Linked DNA regions of Mus musculus: all the other regions are linked to region 1. A link is a contact called in public HiCAR-type, HiChIP or PLAC-seq and promoter capture Hi-C data. All regions are on one chromosome and are shown on one strand. The core of a region is the stretch at or near the end of the contact, and the rest is flanking DNA. Distances in the headings are between cores, read along the strand shown.

Region 1 (2,790 bases), core at 190-2,689:
AAATTCCAAAGATGTTCATGCCCAGGTTTCAGGGATGGAGAAAACCACAGATCTGCAAATGTTTACCGAGAGCTCCTTACAACCGGCTGCTGTTCTGCAGGGTGAAGATATAACTGTGTAAAAGGGGTGGGGCTTCAGGGTGGGGAACCCACCTCTGTTTCCTAGGAGGGTCATGGTGGAGGATGCTGCTCTGACCCACTACTTTCTTGAACTGATTCAACAGCACCAACACCGTCCAGCCTAACTTTCTGACTGGCACATCACTCTGAAGAGGAGTGAGAAGATAGGCCAGGAGCATAGTCACAGTCACCAAGTTCTTCACCTACCCCCTAAATGTTTTTGAAGAAGTGATCTTGGCTGGCATCAAATGAATGTCCACAGTGTCTGCTTTCTCCCTTCGCGGCTTCTCTTGCATCCTTTTGGTTCTGTCTCACACAGACCACCAAAATCTTGCCAGGGGCAAACTTTCCCCTATTAATTTTCTTGAAACAAAGCAAAGCAAATTGTTACTAATTACTCTGGCAGGCCGAATGGTGAGGTGTTTGCTCACCGAGGGTAACTTAAGTCAGGCAAGTGGCCAGGAGGCCGGCTTTAGAAGTATCGAGTTGGACTGGCCTGCAGAAGCACCCCTTTCGCTGTGCCCCAACTCCACCCCTTACACCCCTAGGAGTTACTGCATGGGTACCAGGGAAATGCCTGTCAACTATCCTCAGAGCGTCCTCAAGTCCTCTTCTCCCCTATTCAAGAAGGCCAGCATTAGGGAGTTCTAGGAAGGGAAAGGCCTGTTTCTCCACTCCCTGCCAACTCTATTGAAACAGCTCCCAACACCCCATCTTTAAATCTTCCATTAAAATTCGCTCTCTGAAGTGACTATCCTCATATTTACTTGTTTGTCTCATAGTTCCTTCTCCTCCACGATAAAAGTTATGCAAGGCTGAGACCTTGTCTCTCTTACTCAGTATCACCAGGTCTACCTTGAACACAATAGACTGCCACACCAGCTGAGACCTAGCGGAAGCCGCTTCCTTCCGCTAGCGCTAGAGAGGAGTGGGCCCGGAGGAGATGAAATGGAGCCGTGAACTTCCAGGACCCTCTTTAGAAAGAAAAGGCTTCTGAGGGATTTAAGGGGAAGGCAAAGGAGAGCGTTTTCTTCTCTGAAAGGAGTTAAGATTCAACACTGTGACCCTCCTGCCTAGTCCTAGTCCTCAATCCTAAAACTGCGTTCTTCCTTTATAATAGACAATGAATGCACTTGACTGGGGGCTTTGCCAGTTCCATGCCCCACAGAACCCAGAACCTAATCAAGACCTCTGCGAGTCTCCCAGTAGTTGCTGCTGTCTGCAAGGCCGGTGACAGACTTTCTCGGGTCGCCAGGCCCGAGCACCCCCCCTCCCCGACCGCTCTTCCCATTGGCCGAAGATACCCCTTCTGAGTTCTCATTGGCTGCTGCACTTTTCCTCCGCCCCTATCCCGGGCATTGAGCGGCAGCAGCGGGGAACGCCGCTCTAAGTCCCCACGCTGGAGCTGAGGCTCGGCTCAGCGCGGATAAGGGCGCGGAGCGCACTGAGAACCCTACTTTCTCGTGAGCCCGAGCCCAGCAAATGGGCGAATGACAAAGGAGAGCAAGGACATGGACTGCTATCTGCGTCGCCTCAAACAGGAGCTGGTAAGATCGGAGCAGGAGCCTGGGGACAGGGAGGACTGCTCCACCCAGACCTAGGTACCTGACTTGCCCCCCCCCCCCCCCCCCGCGCTCCGTGCACCGGGCGGAAGCGGAGAGGAGAGGGGAGGAGAGGAGAGGAGAGGAGAGAGGATGCCAACTGGTAGGTAGAGGCTAGGGACGTTGCTCAGAGGTAACAAACTTTGGCAAAGATTTCTGATGAGATATGGACAAGTAACAGGGAGTCAGAGCACCCAGATAAGTTGAATGTGACAGAACAACTGAAGAGAAAGGAGGACACACCCAGAGGGGACAGGCACACGGACGGAGTAAGGCTCAAGTGTCCAGAGTCGCAGGAATGACAGGCACAGGCATCGGGCGCCAGTGGTCGGGTGCCGGGCTCCTGAAGCGCGCAGACAGGTCCCTGCCCTGTGCAGGAGGTCAGGCTGGACTGCTCGCTCGCTCGTGGGGAGCTGGCACCGCCCGGGGCCCCCAGCTCTGCTGGGCTTGGCAGAGCTGGCGCGGCTGCGGGGGCAGGCTTGGCCGGCTGTCTGCCCGGGCTTGTCTGCCAGCAGGGAGGGGGGTGGCAGCTGTAATGACGGGGGAGGAGGGGTGCCGCCTGGCAGATCGCGGAGCGGGAGTTGTGGAGGCTCGGCCAGATGTCAGGTCTGGGCTTGGGGAGTGCGCTGGGAGTGTGCGGGGCCTCGGGGTGCTGAGGGTGAGTATGCTACCCTGGAGTGGGGGGATGAATCACTGAAGAGGGATAAGTGACTGTTAAGGCTGTGTTAGGGAAGCCAGGTGAATTCTGATTTCTTTCTCTTGCCTCTCTCTCCTCTTGTCTCTCTTCTCTCTCCTCTTTCCCCTCTCCCTCCTCCTTCCCCTCCTTCCCTCCCTTTCTCCCTCCCTTCTGGTTTTCCTTTACCACCAGGATTCAGACAGATAGGTAGGTAATGTGCGTCTTTTCTCAGCTCCGCCCGTCCCTTCTCCATCTAGACTGCCTTAGCTTCTACCTCCCACTCCACCTCTCAATGTCTCCTTCATTTTTATCTCCCATGGCAGTAGGCCCTCCTGGCTCACTTAGCTCCTTCTTTCTTCTATTCAGTCAGGTCACCCAGGCAGATCTGGATTCA
Region 2 (2,700 bases), core at 5-2,504, 920 kb before region 1:
TAATTTTTATTTAGAAGTGGTCGAGAAAGGCGGCACAGGTTAGCCCAGGATATGAACAGGATGCACATAGCTGGGTGCCTTGAGGTGGAGTCTCAGCTAAGAACAGGGAGTCGTGGTTCCCTCAAGGAAGGGCCTTGACTTCTGCTAAACTGTGTGTTGGGGATAGATGAAGGAGTGGATAGTGATCAACTCTCTAAGCCCAAGTATAAGGACAGAATTCTTTCTGAATCGGGTCAGTAATCCTTCCCTAGAGAGAAGACAGAGAAAAACAGCCCCTCTGTGTGAATCGTAGTGGGCTTTCCTGCGACCCACACACGCTTTTGGCCTGGCCTTTGTCTCCCCCTGGCGGTAGCCAGAGAACTTGCTCAGCATTGCTTTTCTGCTTGCAACCTCAGGGTGGAAATTTAGGAGTCCCGCTCCCCTCTGGGCCTTTTTCCTAGTCCAGAGAAGCCAGTATCTGTAGCAGGTTCTGACATGGGTATGAATCTCTAAGTGACTGCGTGAATCTTAGGCAAGTCTATAAAAGAACAGGAGACTGTCTACTCCTACTTCATCTGTAAAATGGGTGTAGCTTACCTTGCATCGTTTTGTATAGTGATCTAACAACTAGACCGTGCCTTATAGAGGGCCCAGTGTGGAGCAAGCCCTCAATAATCATATTTATTTACTATGTCGTTAACCTTACTAACTGGCCAGCAGACGTCTAAATATGGAGGTACGGTTCTGAGAAAGTGGGATGGAAGTGACAATTGTTCTTTCGAACGTGGAGGTGACCTTTAGGAAGAATAGTGCCTTCAGGCTGCCTGGCCTGGTTAGCACCGCGACTAGCACCAGTTCTCTCTGCTCTCGACTCTGCAGCCCTAACCCAAAGTGTTGTCACACCAAACCCTTCACACCCAAGAGGATGTTTCGCTCTGAAGTCATCAGCTCTATAATTCTCCATTCTGGCTGGCCCACCCCCAACCGAGCGCGAGGAGGCTGCCTCGCCCACCCTCGTCATAATGGGCAAATTCTAGCGGATTAAATCTAGCGGATGTCTAACCTACAGCATGGTTGAAATATTTCCTTCGTTCCGCTTCTTTCCCACAATAGACCCTTCCCCTTTGACACTCAGGCGGGACAAAGCAGGGATGCGGAGGCGAGGAGCGGGTGGAGCAGTTCCCGGGTAGCCTGGAGCCTGGGGAAGTTTGTTAAGGACCAGGAGTGGGCACCGCCCACCTGGAACCCTAGGGGCGGGGCCTCTCAGGGGGCGGGCCCACGGTCGAGGGCGGGGCACGGAGGCAGCATGCTAAACCGGGTGCGCTCAGCCGTGGCGCACCTGGTGAGCTCGGGTGGCACTTCTTCCCAGCGCTCCAAGTCCCCAGATCTGCCCAACGCTACCTCAGCGCCTCCCGCCGCCCAAGAAACACCTAAGAGTTCCCGGGAGAAGCCTGGGAACCAGGTCGGCGCGCCCCAGAAGACCGCGGAGACTACTGTGAGCTTCTCTCGACCCACCTTTCTGCAGCTGAGCCCCGGAGGGCTGCGGCGCGCCGACGACCACGCAGGCCGGGCTGTGCAAAGCCCCCCAGACACCGGCCGCCGCCTGCCCTGGAGCACAGGCTATGCCGAGTGAGCGCCCCGGGGCTCCCAGACGAGGATGGGACTCCCATTCTCCCGGGAGACGCATCCCGGCTTCAGGAACCATCCCAGGAACCTGCACCCCTCCCAGACATCCCCCGGACGGGGTGCAAATTCCACGACCTTCTTCAGGACCTTGTTCACCCTGCCCCTCGTCGACTCAGGACAGTCCCCACCCAGGGAGGGCGCAGGGAGCACCGCCGAGGATGAGTTGGCGGGTTCCAAGTCGCGGCCCGCGGTTCACAGGCTAGGGGAGGGGAGGTTTGAGAAGGACTAGTTCCTTTTGCCAGGGAGATCGCGGGTGGAAAGACTCGCTCATCCGCTTCCTGGCCCCAGCTCCCCAGTTCCCTGTCCTTCTTACCGGTCCCCTCCCCCTCCACACCCAGAAATAGCCCGCGACACCAGAAGGCCTCTGGCTTCCCGGGCGGGGGAGGGGTCCGCCCGCAGAGCACGACGGTTCCCTTTGGTTATGGGTGTGTAGACAGATAGGTGCCGGTAGAGATCAGCGTACTCTCAGAACCTGTATATTTTAAAATCATCTTCGGGGAAAGCCAAGCCAAGCCACCAGGGGAATGGGGGCACTGAGGTCGTGGAAGGAGGTGGTGGGTAGCCCCGCACCTCCTCATTAGCTTCTCCGTTGGAAGGGGTTTGTAGCTAAGAGATTCCTGCCCAGTCCAGGTGGGTCTACATACCCTATTTGGGCCGGAGCGCTTACCCACTCTTAAGAAAAACCGGAACTTTCACTGGGTCGTTTTAGGATGAGGGTTAATGTGTGCATGAAGGTGAAGGTGCCATGAATCACTGTCTGAGCTGGTTGAGACTGGAGGTGGGGTGTAGTATTTTGACCAGCAGGGGAGTAAAATTTACTGTTCCTGTTTGGCCACTCCCACCCCCACCCCCAGCACCACCTTCCGGAAAGTCTCCTTAGCCAAGGATGGAGGAACTGAGGCAGGCAGTTACTGTTGCGGGCCTTTCTATGAGGCTGTACGTTCTGCCGCCAGACAGTACTTCTTGCTGGCCCTGCCTTCTCCTCTTCCCTCTGGCTTGGAGCCCAGGCAGCTGTGACCTTTTTCAGCTTGGCCA
Region 3 (2,700 bases), core at 184-2,683, 840 kb after region 1:
GGTAGAGAGAAGCAGGGGGATCCCTGAGTTGGTGCGGATCTGGTCTACACAGCAAGTACCAGAACAGCCAAGGATACATAGTGAAACTTTGTCTAGAAAAAAAACCCAACCAACCATAAAAAAAAGAAGAAAAGAAGAAAAGAAGAAGAAGAAGAAGAAGAAGAAGAAGAAGAAGAAGAAGAAGAAGAAGAAAGCAAAATGTAGTTTAGAAAAGAAAGTGCTATGCAATAAAATGTAATTGGTAATGTGAGAGTCAGATTTACCTACTTCGTTTCTTAAAAGGAAGGGTTGTGTCTTTATGACCAGCTGTACAGGGACTTCAGTTATTCTCAGCATAGGCTAAATATGTAGCAAAATGATTTTGAAGCTTCAAATCTCATCGAATGCCAATAGTTTTAAATTGGTAATGCTCCAAATGTCTTATACAGTTTCCTTGTGTTTGAGCCAGTCAATTCAACACACATTCTGAACACATTCCTGACAGTTGTAAAGTAGAAAGGAAATATTCTAACAACTTACAAAGTTCCTATACTCGTTGAAAACTGACTATGAATTTGCCTCCTGCTGCAATAGACGTTGCCTGGTGAGTTAGAGTTTTAGCAATGCCATATATTCAACAGCAATGATACAACATTGGTAAAAACTGGTATCAAAATGCCAAGCATCAAACTGGAAAACTCAAACTCGGTAAAATGTAAAGCTTGAGGTTCAGCCAAGCATTCCTGGGAACACAGGCAAAAACCCCAGCAATCTCCTTCTAAGAACGCGACTGAAATAAAACTCTAGCTGGCAATCTCTGAGCCTGTCAATATGGGTTGAAATTTCTAGAAAAGTTGCCCAACAAGAAGCGTGGCCCGAGCCAGGAAACATCACTAACCGCCTCCCAAAAGGACAGCAAAGACCGCACAGGATGCTGCACGGTTCTTGGACTTGGCAACACCGGGCCAGGAGGGTGTGGACCCGCCAGACAAGGTCGGTTCCGCGAAGCCAGCGCCCCAGCCCTCGGCTCACCGGGGGTTAGCCTGGGGTGCTCCCTCCCACGACCACGGCTCGCATACCGCGCAGGCGCCCCTCCACCTCCGACTCCGGAGCCTTCGGGACTGGCCGTCGCCCCTCGCCGTGCCCACAACCCCGCGCGCGAGGCCACCCAGCGCCAGCAAGGACGGCGTTCCCCTTCAGCTAGTCCGTCCGCAGCTACCCAGTTCTGTCTAGCCCAGAGCCTCCGGCCCTCGCTCCGCTCCTCCCGGGACAAAACCGCCCCGCCACGTCCGCAACATCCCCGCCCCTTCCCTAGGCCGGGCCCCCGCAGCCTTACCCCGAACCCAACAAGCACAAGCCTAGAAATAGCAACTCCGACTCCAGGCGACTGAGTGACTGATAGGCGGCAGCACGTTCACGACACTTTCACGATTGCCGTAAAGAGGGGGGACTCAGAAAAGGTTGAGGCGCGCCTCCGAGCTACTCGGGAGCGCGCCCCGGGGCTCCGCCCAGGCTCCTACAGTGGGCCTGTTCTGCACTTTGAGGCTGGAGCTGGCTGGTCGGGGACAGGAAAGAAGGTGAGTGGGAGGGGGAAAAGTGCCTGGCCTGGCGCTCGGCAGGTTTTCTACTTGGGTGCTGTGTCGAAGTGTGGTTCGCAAGCCAAGAGCGAGGGCACAACGCGAGCCCCCTTGGTCCCACGGGCGCGCGAGCCACGCGAACCTCGGTAGCTTCACCTGGTTCCGTGAACTTCGTGACACCCACGACTAGAGTCGCGAGCCAGCTCCGGGAACCCACGAATCACGGGAGATGACAACTAGGCTGAGGTCTCCGCGTCCTACTTTTTCTCTTCTTTAGTACCTCTACCACCACTTCATCCCAAGCGATGCGTCGTGCCAAGCATGGTGTCCCTTATATTTTTCTGGTGCCAGGGACAGTGAAACTCTTGTACTACAAGACTTAGGAGTGTGTGTGCAAGGGGTTGCTTTTGTTGAATCAACTAAGGAAACCTTTGCCCTAATACCCTTTGTCATCCCTGTGCCCTTATTTCTACTTGGTTGGGGCTGAGGAAGTTCAAAACTGAGACCAGTGGTGACCTTGTGTTTACACAGAGCTCTGTCTCCACCCCATGATTGTGTTTCAAAGGGAGTGGTCCCTAGTTGAAAGGAAATCACAAGTCCTGGGAATCCTAACAGCTGCTTTCCTTTGTAAAGCACTGAGACAGGAATAAGTTTTCCAGCTTTCCCAATTTTAATTTACATACCGAATGCAACATTTTTTTAATCTATCGGGGCTGCGTTATCAAATTTTAATTTATTGGCAGTGAAACTAGATGCTTTGAGATTAGCCATTGGAAAATGTTACATTTGTCAAGAGGCCATATTAGAATTTAGGAAAATAGTCCTTGTTATGCTTTGTTTGTGGCCTGATATTTCTATTCGCCTCTGAAAAAAACCTGGGGCCACCTGTTCATTCACTTGGAACATCCAGAGTTTACACTTTTGTTATTCTTTAGTTATTACCACTTAGAAGAGACAACATTAAAAAGGTTCTTTTTATTACCAGTGGCTTTTAAATGCTTATGAAAATAAAAAATGTAACTGGATTTCTGACTCATGGAGCTTCAAAGTAAGCAGAGGAGATGGGTAAGAGATGCAAAAAAATTTGTTAAATATCCTTACTGTTGTGTGAAGTTTTCTTATATATTTTTAAGTCATCTTAAAG
Region 4 (2,700 bases), core at 1-2,500, 620 kb before region 1:
AATTCTTTCTAGTTTAGAGGCTTTGGACCAAATGAAGCTAGAGCACACAGTCTCTGCACTACCCAAAGACTAGTGAGGAGGAAGAAATGTCAGAGAGAGGATTTGGGGGCTAGATTTGTGTCCGTGTGTCCATGTGCATGTCTGTGTGCATGCGTGTGCGTTTCTAGCTGAGGACTCTGAGCCAGGTGCTGAGTGAGACAGACTTAGGTGTACACAGGGGCTTGACAGTCCTAGGAGGGAAGGAAGCTGAGGTAGCAGGTTGGCTTTCAGTGGGTGATGCAGTCCGGAGGAGGCCCTTGCTGGTCCAGTGGCTCAGCCACTGGTGGGGGGGGGGGGGGGCACCTGTAAAAGAATTCCCTAAAGCTGAGGTAGCCTCCTATGAAGCAAAACCCAATGGATTTGGAGCAAACCGTCAGTGTTTTGATATCACATGAGTGTAGAATCGTCAAGTCTGCCCTAAGGACAGACCTGAGGTTCAAATTCCAGCAGCAGTGGACTTCAGGTGACTTTTCTGCCTCACTTTCCCTGTCTGTAAAGTGGAGAAAATATTTCCCTACAGGGTGATGGGAAGATAGGACAAGGGTGATGTTGGGTGTGGTGACTCATACCGGGCGCTGGGAGGCTGAAGCAGGAGGGTCAGGAGTGGGAGATCAGGCTGGGCTACAGAGTGAGATGCTGTCTCCAAAACAAAAAAAAAAAAAAAAAAAAAAAAAAAAAACCCAAAAGGACAAACCCGGCTTAGCACATTCTCTGTCACAGTGCAGACACCAGTCAGTGTTCTTCTTTGCTAGGTGGAAATAAACCAGGCCAACATCGTGTTCTCTGAACCAGTTCCCACCCTGCTCATTTAAAGCCTCATTTCCTCCCAGGCACCAGTGTTATTTCCCCCATCTTCTGGATGTGTCCCAGGACCTGTGGTGTGCCCTGACTTGTTCATCTCATGATCTCAGCTTGGAGACTCAGGACCTCCTTGGCTTTTGACCCTCCCAGATGGGTCTACCCAGCTCCTGTTCCTGTGAGATGAGGTTATTATTTTCTAGAATATACCAGAGAAAGAATGGCCAAACTGCATCTCTTACAGCTATCTGTCAGCACATCCCACCGCACATCCCACCAGGGATCTTCCTAAGGAGAGACTGCCATGTTCCCTTTGTTAAGTGCCTCCCTAAAAGCCTAGGACAGAGTATCCTGCCTTGTGTACTCTGCGAAGCAGGACAACGCGTGGTTGGCTAAGCCAGGTATGTATTTTGTGTGAGTCATTATTCGTCACCAGGGTGTTGGCCATGGTAGGGACACAGGTCTCCAAGGCCCTATACTTCTCACATATATGTGATTGGGTTTGATTTACTGGGTTGTGTTGACTCCTTGAGACATGAACACAAAGCAGTTTTGTTATTCCAGTGGCTGCTGCCTGCACTCGATGTGTATGGTACAGGTCTCTCTCCCGCTGAGAAGCAGCTCCCTTCACCATCTGTGCATGTCCATATCTTCTCAGCCACTTTCACCCACCACAGTGGTCTTATTATGTTAATGAAGACACAGTCTTTTATCTTAAAGATGGCATTACAATTTTTAATTCAAGCTTTTCTCCTTCCCTTTTAACAAATGCTGGAGTTGGTCCACAGCTGTTTGGAGCAGTGGTTGAAAAATGGGGTTTGCTTTGGAGGCACCCTGTCACCCTTCTTTTTGAGGCCTAAGTGCCTCTGGGCAGAGTGTGGGGGGGTGAGGAATGGTTGACTTCTTTACATGACTTACAGGAAGGAGCAACTGTCCTTTACTCCTTCCTAGTTCGGTATGGCTCTGCTGGAGTTTTACAGAGCTTTCTTCCCAAGCCAGGACCACCCCTTCCTCTCCTTACCCATTAGCTGCACGTTTAACATCACTAGTAATAGAGGCTCCCGGGGACGCCATCTCTGCTATGTGTAGCCAACTCTTAATTTAAAAGCTTCCAGGTAAAGCTGGGCTCTGGTCACTCTGCTGACTTCCGAGCATCACCACATGAAGTCACAGGGTCTTCTGGATGTTCTGCAACAACTATGTGAGAGACCGCAGATCATATGGGAAGGGCGTCCTGTCTTCTGCCCAGGCATGTTTTAGTAGGCATGTCTGTTGCTTCTGGTTGCAAATCAGTGGCCTTCCCACTTTCAGAACCTCTAGGCTTCCGATGAGTAGCGATTTCAATGCAAGAATGCTTGCTTAGGAGCTGAGGAGAAGACTCAGTGGGTAAAAGTTCTTCTTACACAAATATGAGGACCCATGTTTGAGTTCTCCCAGAACCTCTCAGAGTCCATGTAAAAAGGGACACAGTGATGGGTTCCCAAGCCAGATATGGGATGGTGTAGCATTGCCCATAATTGGGACGTGTCTCAGAGAGCACTGCAGGAGTGGGGTCACTCCCTACCTAGATCAGACTTGGGCCTACTCAATTCCGTAGAGACAAAGGCCACATCATGATAAAGCCAGTTAGGCTTCTGTTTCCCTGCCAGAGAACTGGCTTCTCAGAAACCACGTGATCTACAATCTGCTAATCTAGCTGGTACGCTTGGAAGGCCCTTGCCCCTGCAAGCGGCACCTCCCTTTCTCAAGCTATATAAGCCAGACTTTCTATTTCAATGAATGAGCTCTCCCCCCCAGGTCATTCATCCCTGCCATGCTCACCACCACCCAGGACTCTGTCCCCCAGCTCCTCCGCATCCTGAG
Region 5 (2,722 bases), core at 194-2,693, 780 kb after region 1:
TCTGGGATGACCAGGAAGATGACTCTGGCCCCCCAAGCCATTTGCTCGCCACCCATCCCACTCCACCCACTACCTCTTCCTACCGGGAGATGTTTACTGTGTAATACACCAGAAGGCCTGAGCCTGGATTTGGAACTTTTTATGACGTTCACTTTGTACAGATCCTGTTCATTTTCAATTGCCTCCGAGTGACTTAATGCCTCGGTTTTCCTTTCTGTACTAGGCATGCTCTTGCTCCGTAAGGCAACCAGTAAAGATTATGCAACATGTCTATACAGGCTACAAGTAAGACACAAGTACTTTCTGTGGTGTCTTGCTTCCCCGTTCTCAAGATCCCAACTCTCATCATCTGTACTATGATTGCTGCTTCCGCCACAAGTCAATGTTGGGTTTCTGAGTCCTGCATTTTACCAGTGCCACAGTTTCAGTGCTCTTAGGAGTAGGGTGACAGCCTTCCTTCTTACCATAGCAACACACTCCCTCCCAGAGGGCTGCTAATTCTTTGCAGGAGTGGCAGACACAGGCACCAGATCCTTTTACTTCTTCCCTCCCCATTAAGTTACTTCTGGGCAAAGTCTCCTTCCTCTTATCCTGTACATTTCCTTATTCAGGACTTTCTGTTTAATAACCCAGGGTATCAGCGACTACTTTTCTCCTCTTCCTCAATCTCTAGACATAGTACTGGGCCTGCTGTTTAGCTTGTCCTGGCCCAACCAGAGGAAAGGCTGAGCAGGGGTAGGGGAGGGGTGAAGATGCTCTGTACCCCTACAGCTGCTGATGCAACTAGGCTCCTACTCTAAGCTGGGGACGATTTCCCGAGTCATTGCTTCCTTTTAGTAAAGATGGTGAGAGAAAGGATTCTTCCGGAACCCTGGAATAGTGAGAGAGATTTATGCCTTAGATCAGGAAAGATTGCCAGGGAGGAGTGGGTGAAGTAATCACCTTCACAGCTATTCTGTATATCTGGGCCTCTCAGAGGTGGGCCTCTCCTGTTACAAGTTATTAGTACATTTAGAGAATGAGTGGGCAAGTCTACTTATCTGAATCAGGGCAATCTGGCATCTTGGCTGCAAGAAGTGTTCAGTCCTGGGTTCCTGAAGATCCTTGATGTTTTAGATTCGCCAGTTGGCCTGGTGGGACTTTGCAGCTCCCGACGATTGCTTGAAAAGGTGATCGTGAGCAGTGGAGGATGAGGGATGTAAAATACCTGTGCTGTGCCCCACGAGGCACTGGAGTCCATAGTCTGATCTTCACAGGCATCCCTCGCTGCCTGGGTTTGTAAATAAACTCACCACATGGTCTGCAAGCACTGGAATTGAAAGCCCTTGGCCCAGAAGCAGCTGTGCCTTGAGATGTTTGCTCATGACCTTTTCTGTTACCACACCCTGGGGCTCTTGGGAGGAGCCAAGAGCTGAGTTGTAGTGCCAGGATGCTGCTTCTGTCAGTGCCCACACTAAGCTGCCTCGTGGGTCCTTTCACATCCTTCTTGCTCAATTACGGAGTACACAGGATGGAAACTGCTCTCTGCCTTTGGGAGACAGCGTGTGGCTCAGCTCAATAAAGTTGTGATTGGAGACCAAGGCAGAAGGCACTTTCTCAGGCTTTCTGTGGCCAGCCTGAAGGAGAAAGAACATCCATGCCCCCAAAGCTCAGAATGATGGAAGGACAAGGGGTAGGCCGAACCCTCAGGCTGCTCCGAAATCGCTTGCCACGACTTCGAGCAGGTCAGAACTGGATTGCCTACTTCCTTTTTCGGATGATCTTTTTATGGGCTGATTCCTGCTGTAGTGATCCTCTTTTTCCTTTATATGCTCAAACCCACATGGCCCCCATGTGGTCAAGCCAGGAGGATTGCCTTATCAGTTTGCAGAGCTAGTCCCGTCTGTTGCAGAGGTCTTGCTATAATTACCAAAAAATGCCCTATGGGTCTACTCTGATTATTTAGTGCAAATTTACTCAGGGCTCACAAAATACCCAGAACTGTTGCATCAGGCAGACTATACAGTGTCAGGCATCAGGCCTCCAAGAACCTCCACAGCATGGCATGGCTCCTCGGTTCTACATCAGTGTTTTCTTTTCTTCCTGTGTCACTCCACAGTTTCAAGTTTCCCAGGGCAGGTATGGAAATTGCCCCCTTGGCTCTGATCCTGCCTGGTGGTGCCTGGTCAGGCTTGGCACTGTAGCCTTGAGGCATGGTTGTTGCCCAGATTCTCGCTCGCACTACAGAATGGAGGAGTGGAAAGAATACTCAAGAGACCCTTGCATCTCCATTTTAGGACAATCCCAGAACAATCCTGGGGAAGCTGTCACAGAGCCAGAAAGGATCCAGGAGCATTCTCCATCTAGCTTTGCTGGAGGCCAGCACTTCTTTGAATACCTTCTTGTTGTTTCTTTAAAGAAAAAGCGTTTAGGGGATGACTATGAGCCCACGATCACTTACCAGTTTCCCAAGGTAAGGATGGAGGGAGAAGTGGGGCCTGAGGATGGAGGTGGGAGGACGAAGGTGTGTTTAAAAGGTAATAGAGGAGTTCTATGTCTTACCACGCTGCCTGGGCTCTAGCCCTGAGCTCACTGCTCTAGTTTCCTTTGTAGCCCAGCCCTAGTTTTCTGTAATCACCCAGAGAATCTAGGTCTGACTGCTTTGTGAAGGACTGACTGAAACTCTGGAGCAGGGAAACAATGCTCTTGCCCCTGTGGGAAACCTTCAGTTCTTCCAAATTCC

Evidence for each region. Promoter capture Hi-C pulls out the DNA fragments that hold promoters and counts their contacts. HiCAR-type assays count read pairs that join an accessible place to other places. HiChIP or PLAC-seq counts read pairs in DNA pulled down with a chosen protein or histone mark.
Region 2: a contact with region 1 is called in a promoter capture Hi-C map of embryonic stem cells, with 2.9 times the contacts expected there. The contact joins the promoter of Ppm1j here to the promoter of Inka2 in region 1. A contact is called at or near these places in 4 of 39 promoter capture datasets (embryonic stem cells and pre-B cells) and 1 of 115 datasets of contacts at active chromatin or transcription factors (neural tube).
Region 3: a HiCAR-type map of astrocytes shows a contact between it and region 1, with 2.4 times the contacts expected there. The contact joins the promoter of Dram2 here to the promoter of Inka2 in region 1. A contact is called at or near these places in 8 of 39 promoter capture datasets (the 3T3-L1 cell line, embryonic stem cells, hematopoietic stem and progenitor cells and 4 more), 1 of 484 Hi-C or Micro-C datasets (CD4 T cells), 1 of 115 datasets of contacts at active chromatin or transcription factors (astrocytes) and 2 of 9 other capture datasets (adipose tissue and macrophages).
Region 4: an H3K27ac HiChIP or PLAC-seq map of trophoblast stem cells shows a contact between it and region 1, with 9 times the contacts expected there. The contact joins the enhancer-like site here to the promoter of Inka2 in region 1. A contact is called at or near these places in 2 of 39 promoter capture datasets (the 3T3-L1 cell line and cranial neural crest) and 5 of 115 datasets of contacts at active chromatin or transcription factors (embryonic basal ganglia, embryonic midbrain, forebrain and 2 more).
Region 5: an H3K27ac HiChIP or PLAC-seq map of microglia shows a contact between it and region 1, with 5 times the contacts expected there. The contact joins the promoter of Dennd2d here to the promoter of Inka2 in region 1. A contact is called at or near these places in 5 of 39 promoter capture datasets (the HPC-7 cell line, cranial neural crest, liver and 1 more), 1 of 484 Hi-C or Micro-C datasets (CD8 T cells), 9 of 115 datasets of contacts at active chromatin or transcription factors (the 230-238 cell line, bone marrow-derived dendritic cells, bone marrow-derived macrophages and 5 more) and 2 of 9 other capture datasets (adipose tissue and liver).

Annotation. Positions count from the first base shown.
Region 1 is chr3:105,703,160-105,705,949 of GRCm38.p6, forward strand. It overlaps Inka2 (inka box actin regulator 2), which reads left to right and starts at 1,440. Exons shown (of 2, transcript NM_175398.4): 1 at 1,440-1,666. The coding sequence starts at 1,610.
Region 2 is chr3:104,779,802-104,782,501 of GRCm38.p6, forward strand. It overlaps Ppm1j (protein phosphatase 1J), which reads left to right and starts at 1,255. Exons shown (of 10, transcript NM_027982.2): 1 at 1,255-1,608. The coding sequence starts at 1,286.
Region 3 is chr3:106,546,365-106,549,064 of GRCm38.p6, forward strand. Dram2 (DNA-damage regulated autophagy modulator 2) reads left to right here and starts at 1,434. Exons shown (of 9, transcript NM_026013.3): 1 at 1,434-1,556. It overlaps Cept1 (choline/ethanolaminephosphotransferase 1), which reads right to left and starts at 1,438. Exons shown (of 9, transcript NM_133869.4): 1 at 1,316-1,438.
Region 4 is chr3:105,087,836-105,090,535 of GRCm38.p6, forward strand. No RefSeq gene overlaps it. Among named protein-coding and RNA genes, the nearest start is that of Gm40118, 18 kb to the right of the region's middle. Within about 2 kb of position 1,251, at least 15 of the 459 cell types and tissues checked have an H3K27ac peak or open chromatin away from gene starts, as enhancers often do. A contact at or near this core is called in trophoblast stem cells, where this site is marked.
Region 5 is chr3:106,484,597-106,487,318 of GRCm38.p6, forward strand. It overlaps Dennd2d (DENN/MADD domain containing 2D), which reads left to right and starts at 1,444. Exons shown (of 12, transcript NM_028110.2): 1 at 1,444-1,724; 2 at 2,277-2,452. The coding sequence starts at 1,637. 2010016I18Rik (RIKEN cDNA 2010016I18 gene) reads right to left here and starts at 1,317. Exons shown (of 2, transcript NR_033207.1): 1 at 1,208-1,317.